Linked DNA regions of Danio rerio: region 1 is linked to region 2. The links are chromatin contacts, called in public Hi-C maps. All regions are on one chromosome and are shown on one strand. Each heading gives the region's core, a stretch centred on a gene start, on an enhancer-like site or on the middle of the called end of the contact. The rest is flanking DNA. Distances are from core to core; before and after follow the strand shown. Region 1 overlaps nek12 (NIMA-related kinase 12). Region 2 overlaps mid2 (midline 2).

What was found. Hi-C and Micro-C count contacts between places; a contact is called where the count stands out from the background.
Region 1: a contact with region 2 is called in a Hi-C map of an unstated tissue, with 2.6 times the contacts expected there. The contact joins two enhancer-like sites. A contact is called at or near these places in 2 of 18 Hi-C or Micro-C datasets (caudal fin and an unstated tissue) and 1 of 4 datasets of contacts at active chromatin or transcription factors (caudal fin).

The regions. Positions count from the first base shown.
Region 1 is chr14:32,754,206-32,758,489 of GRCz12tu, forward strand. nek12 (NIMA-related kinase 12) reads right to left here. Exons shown (of 4, transcript NM_001017548.2): 3 at 3,868-4,068; 4 at 1,645-1,972. The coding sequence ends at 1,815. Among named protein-coding and RNA genes, the nearest start is that of nek12, 6.1 kb to the right of the region's middle. Within about 2 kb of position 1,661, at least 7 of the 62 cell types and tissues checked have an H3K27ac peak or open chromatin away from gene starts, as enhancers often do.
Region 2 is chr14:32,563,531-32,568,361 of GRCz12tu, forward strand. The region is part of intron 1 of mid2 (midline 2); the gene reads left to right. Among named protein-coding and RNA genes, the nearest start is that of mid2, 130 kb to the left of the region's middle. Within about 2 kb of position 1,766, at least 7 of the 62 cell types and tissues checked have an H3K27ac peak or open chromatin away from gene starts, as enhancers often do.

The sequences.
Region 1 (4,284 bases), core at 411-2,910, 190 kb after region 2:
TAATCTGTAAAATATATGTTCCTAATAAAATCCAATTATATCCATTATTTTAAAAGAAATCAGAAATCACTCATGCTCTTCAAATATTAGACAGACTCACCACTGCAATCTTGATATAAATCTGTAAAATCACATTTAATATGCACAATATATCTGAATACAATCTAAGCAAGTTATAATTAGAAGACACGGAAGAAAACAACAACATAAGTGACTAAGAAGAAAAGTCAGCTTGTCATTTTCCAGAAACTTTTTCATTATTTTATTCTAAAGATGCATGTCAAAAACGCCAGCTCAAAAACAAAGACTCTTAATTAGGATCCTAGCCTCATTTTTTTTAACAATGTGCAAACAAAAAAGCAAGAAGAAAGCAGTGGAACACACATGCAGAAATCAATCTATAATGCATCACACATCGTACAAAGCCCCGAAGACGCAGATGACAAGCTCTCCCAGTGGCTGGTTTTCCTATATAGATGAAATATTGACAGGTTTTAAAGTGACAAGGCATAGAGGTGATCGCAACTTAAAGCGCTTTCAGGCCTGTCTGCATCTATTCTAGTCTCATCCACTTACCCAAATGCATTGATGGATAAATAAAGAAACACCCATGACAATCCATCAGTCTTATGGACATTTTTTTAAAAGCTCTATCTTGAATGACTCTTCTCACTCAATGTTTTACTCTTTCCAGAACATAACATGAAAAATAAATGTATTTTGTGGGAATATAAGTTTACATTTTTAATCTTCTGAGATGTTTTTCTCAGTGCATAGTTAAAAATCAGGTTTTTGTGCTTGTAAAATGGGGTTTCATTCCTGGCTAGTCTTTTTATTTCACTTTCACTATAACACACACACACACACACAAACACACACACACACACACACACACACACACACACACAAAGAGGTTTAACATAAGCAAGGTCTTGGCATATGAAATGCTTGAAGAAACAGCCCAACCTGATACCATCTTGAGTGAGTATATCTCTAAGTATAATCAACACATATCAGCTTTTTCTGAGATATTAAAGCAAATTGCTTACTGTAAAACGGCCAAAACCACATTCTCTGAGGACATTTCTCTCATTTTATTCTGGCAAAGTGTCAAACGATGCAGTTTTCCCTTGCTAATGCTGGCTTGATAACACACTATTCTCTGGAGGCAGATTGTGAACATTCTTAAATGAAATATAATACAGAAGGTCATTCATACAATTGCACGTGCCAATTTCTCAATCACAGTGACTAATTCCCTGCTGGAATGATCTGGACAAGTTTAAGGGAAAACGCCTTAAGTGGAAAACAACTGCAGCTGTGGCCCATAAATTTACAAATTCTACACCAGTCCTTGGTTTTTTTATATTTCAGAAGTGGAGCGAAATCACTGTAGGAAATGTTCAAGTGGTATTCTCTACTGCTATCTCATTTATAATCGTTGTCTAATGAATATGTTGAGAGATAATTTAGTTTATATGAGCTCTGGGCAGAAGAAATGGGTAAAATCTTTTCTTTTTTCCAAGTAGCTTATAAATTTCTGCTTTTAGTGTGTAGTGAGTTTAAAAGGCAGCAGTTTTATATTCCAGGCCTTGGGATGTGACTAATGGTGCCAAGATGAGAAACTATGATATTTTCATTTTCTGGATTGGTTTGTTACACATTTTCTTACTATATAGTGCCACCTACTGGTCATATGAGGTAACGATTTCGGAGTGCTGAGTGCTTGTTGAAAAAGTCAAATTTTTCACATCACAAAAGGAGAACAATGTTTCACAATTCATGAGTCTTTACCTAAATTGGAACAGCATGATTCAGCATGTGGTCTCCTGGTCAAGGTTGAATATGAGATAGCAGGTCTCCAGATGGTCAGTACCGATCATGTGCTGAAACTGTGGCTGCAGGTCTTCTGGTGTGAGGCCATTCAGAAAGTGCTCACTGATTTCCTCATAGACTGAGGCTCCAACATCCTCTACAAATCCAAAACACGGGACAGATATTAGCATGTAGAGACACTCTCAGAACCAAATATATTTGTATTAGTGTTATATACATCAAAAATCTTGTTAGACATACTTATAAAAATAATAATCCTCAAAAGAAATATTAAAAGAATGAAATTATTGAAATATTAATTGATTTAATTTGCATTTTTACACCACTATGTTTGACAATTTTGTCAGCACAAAAGTTTAAAATGTAATAAAATGTAGTGTAATTAATTTGTCTTTTATTTATATTTATAAATATATATTCATAATCAGTGTGGTGTTTCTTCTTTTTAAAATATCAGTTACGCTGAATTATGATGGAACATTATTTTATTCATAATTTGACATTTCATTTTTAAGATTTTTTTTTTTAAATAAATGAGTCACTTGCATTTGATTTCTATGCATATACAGTAAAATCACTTTAGTAAATTCTATTTAATGATGTCACCAAAATTGAGTTCATTAAATCATTTTCTTTTTAGCTTAGTCCCTTTAATAATCAGGGGTCGCACAGCAGAATGAACCGCCAACTTATCCAGCATATGTTTTACGCAGCGGATGCCCTTCCAGCTGCAACCCAGCACTAGGAAACACCCATACACTCTCATTCACACATATATTACGCACAATTTAGCTTACCCAATTCACCTATAGTGCATGTGATAGTAATAGTAAAGATTAGTTTCTTTAATCAATAACTTGCTCTCTGCTACCTTCATGTAAAATTAACATTTGAATCATTTGACCGTTAATACTAAAATTTAGTTTTGCTTCACAGAAATCTGTAAAGTGGTTTTTCATGAGGGTGAAAAAGTAATACCCACATATTTCTCTCATTTAAAATGATCAGATGAACTAAATATACTGACCTGCAGGTCCGTAGCCACGGTATACGAGTGGTTCAAAAGACACACCCCTCACTGACAAATTTCCAGAATTTGTCCTATACGTGAGCTCATTTGTCAGATTTTGACTGCTATGCAACCATAAATTATGAAAATAACCCATCGATAAATGCTTTAAGACCAAGTAAAATTCTCTGTTGGCTGTCGTGATTTTAGCTAATCAGTTTTGACCAATGCTAACAATTATGTTTCATGAGTCCAACATCTAGCTATCCATGAAAGCATACAATCTGACATGTGACATCATGTTTAAGAAAACATTTTACAAGTTACTTTTATTCAAAATCTTGGACCTTATTCTTGAAGCAAAAAATGACCATTAAAAATGTGTAAAAAGTGGCCCATATTAAATAAATTTGAAAACTAGTTTGACTATAAGCTCTACATTATTATTATATTATTATCATATTCAAGTGGTCAATTCTGACTGAGGAAAGTTAAATGTGCTAGCCAGTTTACTTGCCTAATAAATGACAATAGACTACAGTTTTTATTTTAAAACTTTAACAGATTCCTAATTTCTTTTTCTAATTATATTGGGTGGTTATAAATTAGCATTTTAAAAATAAAAGTTTATTATTATTTTTCATTCTAAATCTTTAGGAAATATTTTTTGTACATCTAAAAGTGTGGTTATGATGACCATCTAACAAGCTAATCCAGCTAAAATAGTGCTTAAAATATCACTAAAATGCAGTATTTAGATCTAATAATTACATAAAAAATAAAGTGAGTAACTGCAAAAAGGTCCACTTTTTGAGAAAAACAGAACCATCCCATTTCATTAGGTTGGCTATGGGCCTGAAGTAGACTTGTATTGGACAACTATCTGTATAAAGTTTTATACATAAAATATACATTTTATACTATTTATACTTTACTGACAGATTTTTTTGGGCCCACAAAATAACATTGACTTTTGGCAAATGTAACCACACCATGAAGTAAAATATACTATATATATTTACCCATGTATTTCTCCTTTAACATTTTCATGGTGACAGAGAAACCATCTGCATCTTTAAGCTCCAGCTCCACATCAAACACATCATTCTCAGATGAAGAGTTAATGACATCTCTGGCGTAGCTGACCACTTCTGCCAGGTCATCATCCTCAGCTTCTTCAAAGTCATCCGGGTAGTCAGAAATCTCCTCGTCTTCAAATACAGCTGTCAAAAGATAAGGAAAAAACACACAGAAAGTAGCACCAACAAAAAATATGAAGTCGTTCTTAGATCACCATCAGCCTACGCCTGTTGCCTTGGAGATACAAATAACAATAATAAAATAATGGAAAATTTAATTCATATGATTGTGTCACATTTTCTGCCTGATTTTACCAAGAGCAACATTTCTGGATCAACATGGGACAAGTTTACAATCTG
Region 2 (4,831 bases), core at 516-3,015:
GTAATGAAGGTGTCGCATATTGATCACATGCTGGTAGTCACATGTTTTATTCAGGCCAAGATGATTCTATTCTATTCTTTTGTTATTCCTCAGAGCTGTACTACTGTGTATTCATGAGATATCAAGGTTTAAGTGGTCATGATTCCGGGTTTGTTTGTTTGATTCATAGTCAGCTCAAGTACACGGCATTAAGACAAGGGCATGTATTATAAATGAGGATCAACACAAGAATCTGTTGACTAACTTCAGCAAAATGAGTCTAGCTCTTGTTCTTTTATAAACAAGATGCATATGTTCATGCATTCAGCTTTATTTCAGTCCACTACTGTTTTTACCTAGAGTTGGTAAAATTATTTAATTAGACCTGATTGGTCATCGTGTGTGTATTTGAAATGCTGATTGGCTCAAAAAAGTACCTTATAGAGCTAATCTAGAGTTCGACTTTGTAGATAAAGCCTTTTTTGTTTTTTAAATAAAAAGTCTATAAATCATTCTGAAACCAGAATTATTAGGCCCCCCATTGATTTTATTTTATTTTATTTTATATATTTCCCAAATTATGTATAACAGAGCAAGGACATTTTCACAGTATGTCTGATAATATTTTGTCTTCTGGAGAAAGCCTTACGTGTTTTATTTTGGCTAGAATAAAAACCCTTTTTAAATTTTTAAACACCATTTTAAGTTTAAAATTTGTAGCCCCTTTAAGCTAAATATTTTTTTCAATATTCTACAGAACAAACCATTGCTATACAATAACTTGCCTAATAACCCTAACCTGATTATTTAACCTAATTAACCTAGTTAAGCCTTTAAATGTCACTTTTAGCTAAATACTAATATGAAATACTAGTGACTAAATACTAGTCTTGAAAAATATCTAGTAAAATATTATGTGCTGTCATCATGGCAAAGATAATATAAATCAGTTATTCGAAATGAGTTATTACATCTATTATGTTTATAAATGTGTTGGAAAAAAACTGTTCTCTGTTAAACAGAAATTGGGGAAAAAAATAAACAGGGGGGCTAATAATTCTGACTCCAACTTTATATAATCATCTGACACTGAAGTAATGGTTGATGTAAATTCAATAATAAATAATTACATTGGCTTAATTATTAATGTAACATTTATCATTTTGCTGTATTTTAAAGCAGTTAAAAGATTTTTTTTTACTTTTGAACTTTTTTATGTGCAGAGAGTGTATTACACAAGCAGCAATCACAATCAAGACAAACAATGCATCACACTTAAAATTTGTTTGACTTTCATACACAACAAAACGATGCACGCTAATTGTCATGACAACAGCAAATACTGTAATCTGCATGGCCTGAAACTATTTTTGTTGTTGTTATTTTTGCATTTTAAGACCTCATCTTCAAGCATAATTACATAAACTGCATAATTCCAAATGTGTACTGTGTTCACTGAACCAAGCCTCAGATCAAATCATTCTGTCAAAAAAAATAAAATAAATCTTTCTTTCTTCATCACCCCAGTATTTTACCTCTGATCCTCACCGGATGGTTTCACAGCCTCCGGCCCTGTACCGCCTCTAAATTTTAGTTTGTGCATGTTACATTTCTGAGTGCATTCTCCAAAAAAAATGCGGCTTAATTGGATTTTCTGCCTATGTTGATCTCCATCCCGCCGTTCCCAGAGAGAGTGCTGAGCTGTGAGACGCTGGGAGTGAGATAGACGGTTGACTCTCACAGGACCGCTGACCCCAGAGGCGGGTGCTCATGTACAGGCTGTTCCACTGCAGCTTTTGCCACTTCCTCCAGCAAACAGCAGCTCAGCAGGAAATGGATCTGTTCAGTGCCTGGGAAGCATCCGCAAAGACCCAAAGCACTAGCACATCCATTTCAAATCATGGGATTGTAAGTGCTCCGGGAAGGGTTAGGCTGTCCAAAAAAAGGCTGTTTTAATTAGTCGTCGCAGGCAGAATCTGCTGACTTTTTTACATTTTCAGGGCTGATTTTGTGGAATGAGTTTAAACGCGGCCTTTGAGATTTGTTGTTATTGATGTTGTCAGATTACATGAAATGTGATGTTTCAGCTATATAAATGAGTAGACGTTAAGTGGACCAGATGCTGTTTTCTATTGTTTGATACTAAGATAGTGTATTAGGAGGTGAGTGATATGACATTATACTATAAAAATATACATGCAAGCATTTTAGTTTTTTAAAAATGTCTAATAGATGTCTAAACATAGTTGTCTTGGCTAAAACAAGGCTAGATTTGGGCTGTCAGTAAAAATCTTGCCAAAACTACTAGTCATCAAATAAAGAGAAATTAATGACTACACTTATAAGATCTGTCTAACCTGTCTGTTTGATGACTAGTTTAGCTTTGGGCTATTCTTTAATGTCTATTAGATTTTTACTGATGGCCCAAGTTTAATCTTGTTTTAGCCCATCGATATTTACATAAGATGTCACCTACGCTGTTGTTGTTGTCTATTGGAAGTAATGCATCAAAATAGCTGCCATTTTAGTACAGGGTATTGCTCCTTTGAAATTAATGTGGGATCAAGGTGCAGTGGAGGACTGGCCATCCCGAGGCAGAGATATATACACATATATCTGATCAGATGTTTTCCCGGTGGTCCTTATGCAAATTCATTCATTTTCTTGTCAGCTTAGTCCCTTTATTAATCTGTGGTCGCCACATCGGAATGAACCGCCAATTTATCCAGCATGTGTTTTATGCAGCGGATGCCCTTCCATGTCATTCACACTCATACACTATGGACAATTTAGCCTACCCAATTCCATCTTTGGACTGTGGGGGAAACCGGAGCACCCGTAGGAAACCCACGCGAACTCAGGAAGAACATGCACACTCCACACAGAAACTCCAACTGATCCAGCCAAGGCTCAAACCAGCGACCTTCTTGCTGTGAGGCGACAGCACTACCTACTGTGCCACTGCGTCGCCGTTATGCAAATATTTTGTTTTAATTACAAAAATTATAGTTTTACATCACTTTTCTACATCGATGGATACATGACCACAGGGCCGTTGTTAACAAAGAGCGCGTGTTCGCATTTTCATCCCTCTCTGTTACATTTACTTTAATCCATGTGCTGGACCACACCTACTCTTCTGCTTTTGACTTCACAGTCTAACGGAGGGAGAGATTTATATGTGAATGAAGATTCGTTATGAGCAACTTGTTCACTTAGCCGACAATAATACAAGTTTCTAGCACTGCAGCATCTTTTTGTCATATTTCATTTACATGGTTTGATGATTTTAATCAACAAAACTAGCATAAGCCTAGTATTTAGTGCGAGTTGGTGTTAGTTTGCTTTATGGTCAATTCAGTAAATGACTGTATTGTCATCAATAACGTGACTTGTTGAGCACAAAAGCTTGTAACACAAAAAACAAACAAAATGAAATTTCAGTCAAATATGGCTGAGAAAATAATTATAAAAGTGCCTAGTACTTAGGTGGTTGATACAAAGGCTGAAATTTAAACATATACAATAATATTTATCACTTTCAGCAGTTTATGTAATTTCAAAGGGTTTTATCTTAAATTACACTATGATTTTGCATTTATACAGCTGTATGGATAGAGCCATGGGTAGACTTCAAAATTAGGTAGGAGGAAATTATATAAGACACCAGATTACACATCCTTTCACCACTTTTCAACACTGTTTTTTGTCACCCCTATGTAAAGTTGAAGTCAGAATTATTAGCCCTCCTTTGAATTTTTGTTTCTTTTTTAAATATTTCTTAAATTATGTTAAACAGAGCAAGGAATTTTTCACAGTATGTCTGATAATATTTTGTCTTCTGGAATAGTCAAATTTGTTTTATTTCTGCTAGAATAAAAGCAGTTGGTAATTTTTTATAACTATTTTAGGGTCAAAATTATTAGCTCCTATTTTTTTCCGATAGTCTACAAAAAAATCCATTGTTATACAGTAACTTGCCTAATTACCTTAGTCTGCCTAGTTACCCTAATCAACCCAGTTAAGCCTTTAAATGTCACTTTAAGCTGTATTGAAGTGTCTTGAAAAATATCTGGTACAGTATTATATATTGTCATCATGGCAAAAATATATAAATAATTCAGTTATTAGAAATGAGTTGTTAAAACTATGAATTTTATAAATGTGTTGAAAAAAATCTTTCCGTTAAACAGAAATTGGGGAAAAAATAAACAGAGGGGCTAATAATTTGGACTTCAACTGTAAATAGTGTATTAGGGGAGAGTGATAATATGCATAGAAATAAACAGTATGAATTTTCAGTTTAGATTTTTTTTATTTTGTTAAGATCATAGATAATGCAGGGATATGTTATACTATAATATCACACATCTGTTCTTCTTATTATCGCACATATTATCTTTAATTTTCCGTTTACTTTTACTTAATACGTAAATTTGTTTATACAAATTATACAATGGGCGTTTTGTTTTAATTGTGTTTATTTTGCCATTTAAGCACAAAAAGAACTGAATTCAGGATCACATGCTGTCTGTGTTTGTATTATTTTGGGATACATTTTTTCAGAGCACTCATTGTCCACACTAGCATTTTCCAAAGTTTCTCATCCTGGCTGAGACATCACAAAATAATACAATTATCGTACTGCATGAAATGTAATGAAAGCTCACTATAGGATGATGCAGAGAAATCCAGTATAGTAAAGTGCTTACAAAATTCTTTTGGCGTGATCGTTTAATTAGCAAATATTTCACCACTAACTGGTACATTCAGATTGCACTCCATTTTATTTACATCTATGGCCTATAACACAATTTCCCTCATGTTTTGCCACAGGACAGCAATTAAATAA